Regions from separate parts of the Mus musculus genome. Here region 1 is linked to region 2. The links are chromatin contacts, called in public HiCAR-type maps. All regions are on one chromosome and are shown on one strand. Each heading gives the region's core, a stretch centred on a gene start, on an enhancer-like site or on the middle of the called end of the contact. The rest is flanking DNA. Distances are from core to core; before and after follow the strand shown. Region 1 overlaps Psmb7 (proteasome (prosome, macropain) subunit, beta type 7). Region 2 overlaps Gm39799 (a long non-coding RNA gene).

Region 1 (6,907 bases), core at 751-3,250, 140 kb after region 2:
AGCCTAGTCTAGTCCTCCAGCACCTAAGCCACAACCATACTGAACTTATGTTCATTTCCCTCTGGGACCATCCTAATGATAAACGCAACAGATTTTTTTGAATTAAATAATGCAGATTTCTGCCACTACTGTCCCTCTGCACAGAAGATATGAAGTCTGCAGCTTTGCTTCTGTTACACACACACACACTCACACACACACACACACACACACACTCACACACACACACACACACACACACTCACACACACACACACACACTCACACACATACACACACACACACACACACACACACACACACAATCACTTCTAAGATTTGCTGTCAGAGCAGCATATTGATATCAAGTCTTCCATTATTTAAATGGATCTATAGCTGCCCACAATGACAGATTAATCCTGTTTCTTCAGGAGCTAGGTGTTTGGCATCACGTTTGTGAGATAACCACAAGCCTTTAGGGCGATAGCTGCTCACATCTTTAGCAATCTGCAAGGGCTTCTCTAGAGGCCAGCACTGGTCGAGAAATGAAATATGACTCCATAAATCAGCTGGCTGAAGTGGCACTTGTATGCATCACCATCTATCTTCCTACTTTCCCTCTGAAGGGGACAGGGTAAGAGCTCATCACTCGCTCCTGCAACCAGAGAAAGGGCCATCACAGTGGGCACTGACAAAGCACGTGCTACTTAAAACTGAAGCCACACTAAGACTGGGGGAAGGATCCCGCTGGTGTTAGCATGCCTCAGGCAGTGGTAGAAGCTTCAGCAAGTCATCTTCAAAAGGCAGAGAGCCAGAGCTCTAGAAACCTGCAAAAATTGGCTAAGCCTGCAGTCTTCATTGCTTTAAGTTGAGCATCTTCAAAGTCTAGAATTCTAACTGTAGGGCACGCAGCTGCCACTGCAGATCTGATCCTCTCAGCTTTTGGCAGCTCTCAACTTGAGATTCTAGCAAAAGAATTTTTCAAGTTGCTATTATTGCCTGTCATAGATTTATAAATATTGTGCACTATCTGCTGTGGCATGGCTCTCATGGGACGTCAGAGCATGCCAAACGCATAACAGAATGAAAACAGTTTCTATTCTTCAAATAAATGCTAATTTTTAAACTGTGCTCACAATGTGTTTGGTGACCAGCTCCAACGGCACAGAATACGTATTGGGGGGGGGGGGGGCGACTGTCTTCTCCAGCAGCATTCAGCTGCTGCTTTCATTAAGCTTGTTTAATTAGATTCCAGATGCTAATTTGCAAGTCGATACCAGAGGGTGCAGGACAGTTTGCCTTTGAATCCACTCCCTGTGATGTCAGGGTCCTGCCGCACACCGCTAGCCTTCGGCGGCCTTCGCACAGTATTCTGACAATTAGTGCAAAGAGGGGACAGTATTGATCTTGACAGACTAAATATTAATCTTCTACCCATTTTAATGAATTGTAATCTTCAAGAGTTGAAATTTCTCACCGGGTCAAATGAAAACATTCCTTCTTATAGAGAAAGGGACTAGAAGGAGAGGTGCCCTAAGTTAACCGTCCAAGAGCTTCATTCTTTCTCACCCCAAGGCCAAGTCTGCACTTCTTGGACTAACATAATATTTCCAGGTACTTTAGTCACATTCCTTAAAACTGAATGGAAAATGATCTGAAAAGCCACAGTATGATTAACACTAGAGCCCCCATCCAGCTATCCGTGGATAACAATCACTATCAGGTTTCTTACATAAGCGTTCGCTGGCTAGCTACTTGTTTCTCTGAAACTCAATGAAGGCAAGCCCAAGGCTCAGACGACCTACAATAGATAGCAGAGGCCCATCTCAGGGTGCTTAAAAGTCCCTGCTGGGTTGACAGCAGCTTTTCTGGACTGTTCCTTCTCAATGAGCACTTGCTTGCCCTGTGCCCCATCTTCTGCCCCAGAGTACTTAATGGCATGTCTCTAGCACTGTAGAGAAGCGTGCTGCCAGCCTTCCTGTTGTCTCAAAAGTACATTCTGAACTTTCCAGACAGAAAGGAAAGAAAGTCCCTTTGGGTCGTCAGGTGGTTTTTGATGACTCAGATTTAGCTTTAGCTCATGGTCCTCCTGCCTTGACAAACAAGTACTACTGAGAGCTGGAAGCTGAAGAACAGAGTTTCTCCTGTCATCTCTTGCACTCAAGGTGCTCCCAGTCCTTGACAAGTGGGAAAGATGCCCCTAAAAACAGCCACCAAACATGGAGAACAAGAGGTTAAGATGGAGCACAGAGACATACATTGATAAGAAATCCCTGAGGGCCATTGGTGGACAACAAAAATCAGAAATCAACAGCAAGTAAGAAAATGAACAGACAAGATAGCTGAAGTGACCTCTGTCCCCAGTGTTCTTCTGTCCCCAGTACTCAACTGGGTTTATGTTAAGCTGATACTTTTTTATAAATAGCACACACTCACTTTCTGGCATCTTAGAGAACATTAGAACAAGCACATAATACCCAGGATTTCTTGATGCTAACTACGTAACTACATCTAGACAGCAAATCGAAGACAAAATAAGAGGCCATGGGAAAGCTCAAGAACACGCTGAGTTTAAGGGACACTGGAGGCAAAGAAATGTCAACGTTTTGATTTAATGACAGCTACCTGTGATCACAATGCTAAGACTCATTGACTGTGACTACTCCAGTGCATTTTATACATGTAAACTCTTATCAATTTACTGTTAAAATAAAGAATGTTTTAGAGAAAAGTAATAGCCTAGGTGGTACATGGACAAGGCAGAAAAATAGCGCAATACACAAATGACAAATTCAAGACCTGAGACTGAATGGAGTTTCCGCAGTAAACTTTCCTTGTTGTTTTTTGGTTTTTTGTTTTGTTTTGTTTTCTGAAACCGATTTCTCTGCATAGCCCTGGCTATCCTGGAACTCACTCTGTAGATCCACCTGCCTCTACCTCCCAGTTATGGCGTGCACCATAACTGCCTGGCAAAACTTCTTAGAGTGCATTTTAAATAGGACAACATGAAAACAGCTTTACTGATGTTTTTTATTTAATTGACATACTTAAAATAATGTCACCTGTGTACTATGGGGTAAGTAGGGGACAGTCTTGGGGCCTCACGGTAGGGAAGTGCTCTACTACTAAAGCCACGCTCCCAAAGCAAGATGTATTTTTTCTAAGTATCTATTAACATGAATGCAAATTTTTATAGTATTATCTACTAGCAGTTGTTAAGACTATCATTTGGGCTTTATAGTGATTTTCACTAATTGGCAGTGTTAAATTTCAACCTAAAATTATAAATTTATACAATGGGAATTATTTCAACCTGTCTCGGGGTCTCACGGGTAATGTAGAAGAACATTAAATGTTTCAAATACAGGCATACTAAATCTAAGAAATGCTCTCTTTAGAATGATAAAAATCCCAACTTTTACTGAAGGGAGGCTGATATTTCCCTCTTCTCTCCAAATCACATCCACCTTTGAACTATTTATCACATCTACCTTTGAACTATTTAAGAGTTCAGACTTGACACAGTATAAAAATTACTTTAGTGGAAAATTAAATCACTTCTAACATGCCTCAGACTTTAACTCTTTCTGCAATTCTCAGTTTTCTTTAATATATGGAGAGTCTAATTAGTTGGCAAAGACAAAACTTCCAAGAAAGTCTGAAAAGATTAATGTGGTTTAAAGAGGTGCTTGACATTAAGCCTTTCTTCTGTAGAAAACTAGAGGTCTTAGTTTTGGTTCCTTTCCTTCTTAAGTGACCTAGCATACATAATTTTTCTCTATGTATTTAAGTACACCAAACAAAAAATAATGCTGATATAGGAATAAATTTCACACTGAGAAATGAGAACAAAATTCCAATTTCATTTACAGTTTTACACTTGGCCCTGTTTATTCTTCTTAATTGGAGTTCAGATTTTTAACAGAAAATATCTACCTAGATTCTACATGTAATTCCTGTAACTAAGAGAGAAAGAGATGGAGCTCATAGAACATATCGCTTGTGTGTTAGCCTCACGTTCCAAAGGCACAGGAAGGAGACACCTGTCCTGGCTGATCAGTACTACAAGCCCAAGTCCTCGCTCATAAAAGCTGGCCCAAACCTAAAGGGCAAAGAGAGCTTTGGAACGCCACAATATTTACTGCTCCGATGACAATGGCAGAACGAAGAACGAAATATTTTTAATAGGCCATCTTCCCTCAAAGAAGATCAGGCACAAAACACTGTCAAAAAGTTAATTCTCACCAATGTCTTTCTATCCCTGAAATTCTAAACAAAATACTTTCAAAATCAGAAAGGACAGAAAAGATGGGGTAAAACCACTCCTAAACTGTTTACCTATGAAAAGAGTTGACACTACCAAAAAGTTAACAATGAAGACATCAAGTAGAAACAGCGGAAGACTGCCCTCAGGCCTCCTGCTCAGCACTGGCTCAGGGAACGTGCAGCTGGGGATGGGCCGGGCGTAGGTCGAGTAACATTGGTACCACAGACACCCAGGACATCGACCTTTAGAAGCAGCAAGAGGGATTTCTTTGGGGAGGTTTTCATGGTAAATGCATGTATCATTAAAGTAGATAGGCCAAATGTCTTTCATAAGATTCTATCTCTTCTAATACCAAAGAAAATATAGTGAAACAATCCCTTACAAATACATTTGGGACATTAGATCCATAACACCCTGAGAGTGAACATAATTTTGTCCCCACTCTGCCAGAGACTGGAAAGTCCACAGAAATTTTAAAAACTGACCCATTTTTAGGTCAGGTCTGTGTGACATGAAAGACATACATAGTTGCTCTATTTTTAGTGGTATCCTGACACAGAAATCTCAGTACACAGGAAAATATCCTACCCTGCAAGAAGCCTGAGAGCCCAGAGCCCAGAGAAGCCGAACCGCACTGGCTTCTCAAGCCTGAGGCAGAACACAACAGGGCCACCACAGAGGATGTTCCCCAAGAAGCAGGTCTCCTCAACAAACCTGTGCCAAACACAGCCCACCAAACGACAGTGTTGTGCAAGCTCTGGAAGAGGAATCAATTTGTAAATGTTTGACACACAACTGGGAAAACATCTAAAAGAAGTTAAACTGCAGGAGCTTACATACCTCCATATCTGGCCTAAACTTATCTTCAAACACAGCCATTGCTGCCAAGGAGCCAGAACCTGTAAGAAAAAGATGCACTTTTAGAGTATTTTACCAACACTCAGCTTCTCCATCTTGAGTTTACCTTGGGGCAGCAAAAATAGTCAAACATGCCCAGTGTCACATTCAAGTGTAATGTAAGTGTCAAGTCTAGAGGCCACATCCAAGCAAAAGTCAGTGTTCTTCCAAAGTCTGGAGCCACTTACTACTGGGTCAGCTAACTCTGCAACTGGCACTCCAATCACTGGCCGGGCCAAAAGTCTGATGACTGGCATCAGTCGCAGTGAAATGTTGAAGCTTAAAAATAAGGTCATGGAGAATTTGTATTTTTCCAAGAGATAAGTGCTCAGTAATTTCCTCTATCCTATGTGGGGAAGCTTGTGTTCCACACTTGCCTTGGCAAGCTGCTGCTGGACACAGTGCTAAATATCAAACCCATTAAGAAGACAATGTTTTAATGAGCTGGCCCTGATAGAGTCACCTTGGCGCACAGGCAGGGAGGAAGACACAGCACCAGCAATGGTAATGGGACTTTGTGCTGCGCCACCAGGTTACCCAGCTACAACTGTGAAACACTGCATTCTGTGGCATTTATTTGGAGCTATTATTTTTAGTTTGTACTTTGAAGAGTAAGAGCTGAGTAGACAAAATGACAAAGATACAAAAATTTATTACAACAATAGCAAATGGCTGAAAGGTTATACTGTGCAGATAACGGAGCAAATTTATCCCTACCAAGGTTGGACGTAAAGGCATTACAAATAAGCCTGGCCTGAGTGGACACAAACGCAGCTCAGCATTATTTGAAAATTTAAACTTGCTTTGTTCAGAACCCAGAGAATCTTTAGGAAATTGTCATCTATCTATACAGGGATCTGGCATTATTTCAGGGTACTCTACTTTTGGAAAGAGGATACAGCTGCCCACAATTTTTTACTCCAATTAGAAGATTTTTTGGCATTTATTACTTTTTAACTTGTTTTGCATAACACTATCTATTTAGCTGGGTCACAGAGAAAACCATATTTTCTATTTAAAATGATTTGTGTACATCGCTTGACCACCTCAATGGTTTAGCAGAGGAAAAAGGCGGCGATTAAACAGTTTCAAATGAGGTGTCCTGCTGATTTTATCAAGTCTGCTGAATGTATAATGAAAAAGGAGAAGCTGACAGCAACACTGCACTGAGGAAATACAGACTACCTTATCTGAACCATTTAAGGAGGTCCAATTATAGATCAAATTTAAAGGGTAGAAACGGCAGATTTACAGACACAAATCAATGAGCATGGTAATCCCGCTGAATATGACAGATACTCCTGTTACAGAATATTGCTGTGGCTGAGGATCGTTACCTTCACAGCACCGGATACATCACCTCCAAAGCAGTGGGAAACGTCAATGTAGACCAGCATTAGAAGCAATGACTATTCATTTAGGTTCTGGGAGCAAAAGGCAACCCCATTCCCCCTCTTTGGGGTTAAAAACAAAACCCTAAGATGGTCTAAAGGAACATTAAAAGCCCTTTGAAAAGGAGGCAGACATTAAACATACATAGAAGTGGTGTATTCCAAAACACCCCAGCATATTGCAGGGGCAGACTCGCCAAATCAAGCCTCTGATTTCAAAATAAACATGTCCTTGAAAAATCTGGAAAGAGGGCCACATTTCACCAATGCTTTCATTAGTTCCCAGCTCACCAGGAGATTCAGGAGTCAAAGGAAAAAAACCCAAAAACCTCAGTTTCTGTTTCAAGGCATAAGTAGAAACCTAAATTCTCTA
Region 2 (6,628 bases), core at 570-3,069:
CCTGTCCCTTCCCCTTATAAGCTTGTGACCTGGACTTTGCTCTGCTGTTCCATTTGAATCTGGCCAAATACAGCCACCTCAGTCCAAGCCGCATATCTCACTTCAAATACCCAGCCAGGAAGGAAGCCCAGCACTTCTGCATCCCAATGCCCAGGGAACAGCTGGAATCTAGGTCCATTTCAAGTCTAACCAACTGTTATCAAGAGATGAGAGAGAGGAGAGACAATATGGCTCCCAGCGCTTTACATAGAGGAGTAGGGTCTTAGAAAAGTGATGTTGAGAGCCATCCAGAAGGACAAAGAATGACCAGCAGGACCTGGTCAAACATGGGTTTTGACTGCAGTTCCAACTCTGGTCTCCCCCTTTTGTCCATGATCATTTGAACCTCAGGACAGTGGCTGAGGCTCAGGACTTGGGAAAAAACACTTATTGGGAGCCATGTGGTGATCTTCCGGGATCCCTGAGTTTAAGGCCCAATTATTTTTTAAGCTTGTCTGGGAAAGTTGGACAAGTCCTTGATTTCTCTGAATAGTTTTATCATCTGCAAAACAAAAATCTGGGTTCTCACAGCTGTGATATTTTAGGACCTAATCTAGCAGCACATCCCAGCTGGTCTGGATTGTCACCTGCTGGGTGAGTGCTTCCTTCCCATCTCAGCACAGAAACAGTATTGAAGGGTCTGGGCCTCCCAGGGAGGAAGTGGAACCAGGGGCCTCTGCATCCTACACACACACACACACACACACACACACACACACACACACACAATTGAAATCTCCACTGATGTGGCCTCTGCCAGTGACTCAGTGCTTGCCTTATCTGATTGTCAGGGTCGGTTCCTAGAAGTTGAAAGTCATTCTTCTACAGTCATTGCCACAACTTCGTACCACGAGGCAAGTTCTAATTCTGTCTCTCCGCCACAGAATTGGGAGGACGAAGGTGACAATGCTTGGGGTTTTCCAGGAAAAGTCTGGGCTGTAAGTCTGAGGGCCAGGCAAGACACCAAACAGTGAGAGACCAAGGACCAGTCAAGTCACGGGGACAGAACAGACCTGTGGAGAGAGCAATGGAGACAAGCTCTGGGCTCTGCCAGCTGGCCTGTGGGACCTGGGACTTCTTAGTCAGGTGCCATCCTCCAGATTTCACTTTCCAGAGTAACTGCTAATGTGGCTCATACAGTGTCTATACCCAGCCTAGAGGGTAACTAGACAGAGGGCAGAAATCAAGTTGGAGAGTGGGTCTGTTGTATCACCTGTCATGTCTAATCTTTTGACATTGAGACGTGACTTGGTCATCTAAAAACTTCACACTAAAGAACCATGCAACCAAGGTCAAACACACATACACACACACATATACACACACATGCACAGATATGCATAGACATGAACACATGCACAGTCACACATTCATCCTTGTACACCACGTGGGTACACAAACACATGTGCTCACGCATGCACATGAGAGTACACACACGCACACACACATGCATACACACCTTCAAGTTGCCCTGCTAAAGGGCCTAGAAGCTGTGGGTAATTGCCTGACATATGCAAGTCCTTGGGTTTAATCTTTATCTCTGTGGGGGTGGAGTAGGGCTAAGTAGGTGTTGTGACCTTACAATGCCTATGCACTTTGCATGCTACTTAGTCATTTCATCTTGACAATATGTTAGGTGACTGCTGTTCTATTCCTCCATTTCACAGAAAAGAAAACAGAAGTATGGAGATGGTGAGCCACTACATAGTAAATCACTGTACAGTGAACTCTATGAGGGCTGCTGATTCATCAAGGCATGTGCTTGCATTCAGCAAACATGCTCAGTGTGTGAAGGGTCACCCCACATGTGTGCACAGGAAGGAAACCTTTGATGGCAGTGTTCAGAGCATGTGACACTCAGTAGAAATGGATTCATTCATGAGCAAGTGACAGGAAGGGGACAAGAATAAGAAGCCTTTCTATGCCACCACAAGTAACTGTGTGACCTAGCCTGGCCACAGTCACCTTCCTCTGTGAAATCCCCTCACACTAACATCTCCCCCATTTAGTTCTTCCCTTCTGCTTAAGTTCTGCCATTACTGTATTTCCCTAGTAAATGCCTTCATTGACTTCCAGTCCATCTGCCCCGAGGTGATTGGCTCAGCCCTCACCTTATCATATTTTACAGATATCACATTTACTCTATTTACCAATACAGTGCCAAGACTGGATAACAAGTAGAGCCAACCAGGACCAGTTTTATGTGGGCTAAATCAGCAACATTGGTTCATACCACAAAATTCCCATGCCCCAGTGTAACTAGCTGAAGAGTGGGAACAGGCACAGTCAAGGCCCCCACCCTCACCCACACTCCAGGAAGCCCCTGCTCCCACCCCACTTACTCTGGTCTTTTAAAGCACAATTTAAGGATGATGAGCTTTGTATGTATTTGGGGGAAATCCTTAATTTTTCCTAGAGGTTTAAAAAAATAAAATAAAAATGCTAAGCCAGGCGGTGGTGACACATGACTTCAATCAGTTAGAGTACTCCAGAGGCAGAGACAGATGGATCTCTGTGAGTTCAAGGCCAGCCTGGTCTACAGAGCTAATTCCACTACAGCCAAGACTGCACAAAGAAATCCTGTCTCAAAAAACCAAAGTAGCCGGGCGTGGTGGCGCACGCCTTTAATCCCAGCACTCAGGAAGCAGAGGCAGGCGGATTTCTGAGTTTGAGGCCAGCCTGGTCTACAAAGTGAGTTCCAGGACAGCCAGGGCTAAACAGAGAAACCCTGTCTCAAAAAAACAAAACAAAACAAAACAAAACAAAACAAAAACAAAAAACCAACCAACCAACCAAACAAACAAACAAAACAATCCCAAGCAAGCAAACAAAAACAAAACAAAAGAAAAATACAAAAAAACAGTGGTTAGTAATTCTGAGCAGAATGATAGCTAACATGTCTTCCAACCCTGAGGGAATGTCCAGTACTGACCTCCATCTAGCCTTTCTGGTTTAATATCTTGGAGCTTTAATTCTAGGGCTGGGGAAATGGTACAGTTGGTAATGTGCTCATGACACAGGCCTGAGGATGAGAGTTAGGATTCAGCAGCCATGTAAAATAAAACCAGCTCAGTACACTTGGGAGGCAGAGGCAGGTAGATTTCTGAGTTTGAGGCCAGCCTGGTCTACACAGTGAGTTCCAGGACAGCCAGGACTACACAGAGAAACCCTGTCTTGAAAAAAACAAAAAAAAAAAAACAAAAAAAACCCCAGCTCAGTAGAGCCTGCAATCCAGGTCTGGGAAGGCAGAGAGAGAAAGGATTCTTAGGTCTCACTAGCCAGTCAGCCTTGTCAAGTTGATGAGCTCCAGGTTCAGTGAGAGATCTTGCCTCAAAGAATAAGATGCAGAGCAACTGAGTAAGACATTCTCTATCAACCTCTGGTCTCCAGATGCACAGACACGCATACCCACCCCCAACACACACAGGATGTATAAACACACACACACGCACACACATACACACTGAGAGGAATGTCTACACAGCCATACACTATACAGACAAACATACAATGAGTTTCGGTTAGTTAGTTACTTAGTAGGTTGGTTTGAAAAAAGGAAGGTTTCCTTTTAATCATTGTGACTGTGCACATAGAGATGCAGAGTGTCATGGAACAGGACAGGAGAGGTCTGAGGACAAATTCATGGAGTCAGTTCTCCCCTTCCACCTTTGTATGATCAAGGATTAAACTCAAGTCACTAGGCTTGCACGGCCTCGGTGGCCCAAAAGCATTTTAAGCTCAAGTTCTTAGAGATGACTTTAAGAACAGCTTTAGGCTTACAGGAAAAGGACCAAGAGGTACATAGAATGCCTAGGTATTCCCCCAGCCACCACCCCACTATTCCCATACTGACTAATCTCTGACTACATGTTGTATTTGCTTCAGCTGACAAGCAATATGGAAACACACTCATTAACTAAAGCCCACCGTTTATGTGGGATCCACCCACCAGGTTGCATGTTCTATATGTCACAAAAACATATAATGACTAATGGATACAAATTTAATATATTCATTATGAGTAACCCCTGATGGTAAATAGCAGTCATTACAGCATCATGCAAATCAGATTCACTGCCCAAGTCCCCTGGGTCCGACCTCTGACAGCCACAGACTATTTTACTGTCACTATGGTTTTGTCTCTCCCAGGATTTCATAACGCTGGAATTATAGAACTAGAGCCTTTTCAGACCTATCTATTTCAATTAGTAATTTGCATTTATTCTTTCTCTATGTCTTTTTCATGGCTTAATTTCTGTTGCTATAATAACGTCATTACTATATAAGTATACATTATATAATATACATAAATACGTAATATATAATGTACCTAGGTAAATTTTCTCTTGTAATCATTCTTTGTGTACATGTATACATGTTCATGTGTGTGTGTGTGTGTGTGTGTGTGTGCACATGTGTTGAGATTAGAGTTTGTCTTCTGAGATAGGGTCTCTCAAAACAATAAGCAGTTTAGGGAAGGAAAGGGTTTATTTGGCTTGCAGTGGTGGGTTTGAGTTCATCACTGAGGGAAAGTTAAAGCAGGATCTAAAATAACTAGTCATATCATATCTACAATCAAAAACATAGATAAATTAATACAGCCATTCTCTCTTCTTGCACTATGCTTATTTACTCTTCTACAGTCCAAGGCCCTTTAACCTAGGGAATGATGCTGCCCACAGTGGACTGGATTAATTGCCAGTCAAGACTACTCTCCAAAGACATACCCACAGGCCAACCTGATCTAGATAATTCCTCAATTGAAATTCTCTTCTCAGATGATTCTGGCTTCTGGAAGGTTAGTAATTTAAAACTAGCTCTCATATCCACAGGACCTGGAGTTCACCAATTCAGCTAACCTGGCTAGCCGGCAGGTGTTTGTGATCCATCTGACTCTGCTTCCCCAGCACTGGGATCCAAACATGCCTCCATGTTGGATTTTGCACGAGTGCTATAGATCTAAATTCAGGTCCTCATCCATGAATAGAGCCCTACATACATGGAGCACACAGACTGAGCCCTCACTAGTAGCCTATTTCAGTAGTTTTAAGTCTACATCTAAGGAATATTAACTCCATCCTCATTTGTGCTGTCATCACCATTGTTTGAGTCTTTAGCTGGAACTGGATGCACGGTAAACATCACCTCACCATTCCTATGGCTCATTTGTTTTTCCTGGTGAGCAGCATTCCACTGTTTGGTTGAGCCACAGTGTGTTCATCCAGTCCTCTATTGGGAGATATCTTAGTTGTTTTCAAGATTTGTCAATTCTGAAGAAAGTCACTTCAAACATCTATGCAGGCTTTTGCATGGACATGAATGCACAGTCACCAGAAAATGTGTAATTCTGACTTCATTTCACCTGTATTACTGAGTAGAGAGTGACTAGAGCCAGGCCCAACACACCACAGAGGTCATTTGTACTTAATTGCCATAACAACCACCCCGAGACCCAGGGCTGCTACCCAAATTACAGATTAGCAAACTGAAGCTTGAGGAAGCGGAAACACACAGCTGAGTGGCTAATGTCACCTCTCTGTGAACTCATGGGGCCTTCCAATGTGGAGAATGAGATGGGGACAAATGTTGTCTCTAGATTCCTCTCATTCTGCTCCCTTTTGAGTCCTTGCTCCTTTGAACAAAACAAACAGATCTGCTTTCCAATACAGTTATTCTAGAAGGGATGTTCTTTCCCTCCCAGTCCCAGTCCATTATTGGAATAACTCAATTCTGCACTCACAGCCTACGTTTTTGGCTGGTACACGGCCACCTTGTGCCCTGAGTCCCCTTCTTCACCGGGACCATGCTTGAAAACAGCTGGTTGTGGAAAAGCAAAGCCCCCAGGGGACCAATTCTTTTCTCTTATAGGACCGCCCTCTCCTGGTGTCCCCTGTGACTGTGGAGTCCCTAGAGAGATGGAATCCTGGTGGAAGCCACTGTCCTGAAGTAGCAACCTCTGCAGTGGTTCCCATGATGCTCTAGGCAGATGAAGGCAATGAAGCTGAAGCTCATGGGAATCCTGTCACCCTGGGATCATGAGAAAACACAACAGAGCAGAGGTCCACCCCACCATCAGCTCAGCTCCCAGGCCCAGTCACAGGCCTCCCGGTGCTCCCACCGTGGCCAGTTCCCTCCGTCCCCAAGCCCCCTTAAGTACCAATAATGGAAGTGCTTACTAGGCCCCGCAACAATTCACCCTTATCTTTTATTTATAGCTGACAAAGCTCCAAGCAGGAAAAATATAATCACACTTTAAATAATGGAAGTTGTAGGTATTAGAGCTACATGGGCAGTTACCGGAGCTGCCGAGATGCCTCCCCACAGACCTGACGGGGGCACACCGACTGCATTTTTAATTTTTAAAACATATTTCTTCCCAAATTATTCTGCGTTTCCGAGGAGCCACATTTATGGGGGTGATAAATTACTGTAATAAAGTGCCTCTTCTTCAGATATATAGGACAAAGCCTTGCCGTGCACAGCCCAGCTCAGGCAGCCCCGAGAGAGTGGCGGGAAGTCCCACTGCCTCACTCCTCGCTTTAATTATTTGGCCAATATGTCCTACATTTTTAATGCAGTCACAAGTTTT

The links. HiCAR-type assays count read pairs that join an accessible place to other places.
Region 1: a contact with region 2 is called in a HiCAR-type map of Th17 cells, with 2.4 times the contacts expected there. The contact joins two enhancer-like sites. A contact is called at or near these places in 1 of 39 promoter capture datasets (the C10 cell line), 3 of 484 Hi-C or Micro-C datasets (Th1 cells, embryonic stem cells and pancreatic cancer cells), 6 of 115 datasets of contacts at active chromatin or transcription factors (CD8 T cells, the HPC-7 cell line, Th17 cells and 3 more) and 1 of 9 other capture datasets (embryonic stem cells).

What each region holds. Positions count from the first base shown.
Region 1 is chr2:38,608,346-38,615,252 of GRCm38.p6, forward strand. It overlaps Psmb7 (proteasome (prosome, macropain) subunit, beta type 7), which reads right to left. Exons shown (of 8, transcript NM_011187.1): 6 at 5,087-5,145. Among named protein-coding and RNA genes, the nearest start is that of Psmb7, 32 kb to the right of the region's middle. Within about 2 kb of position 2,001, at least 32 of the 459 cell types and tissues checked have an H3K27ac peak or open chromatin away from gene starts, as enhancers often do. A contact at or near this core is called in Th1 cells and Th17 cells, where this site is marked.
Region 2 is chr2:38,471,157-38,477,784 of GRCm38.p6, forward strand. All of the region lies in intron 2 of Gm39799 (a long non-coding RNA gene), which reads right to left. Among named protein-coding and RNA genes, the nearest start is that of Gm25081, 5.9 kb to the right of the region's middle. Within about 2 kb of position 1,820, at least 81 of the 459 cell types and tissues checked have an H3K27ac peak or open chromatin away from gene starts, as enhancers often do. A contact at or near this core is called in Th1 cells and Th17 cells, where this site is marked.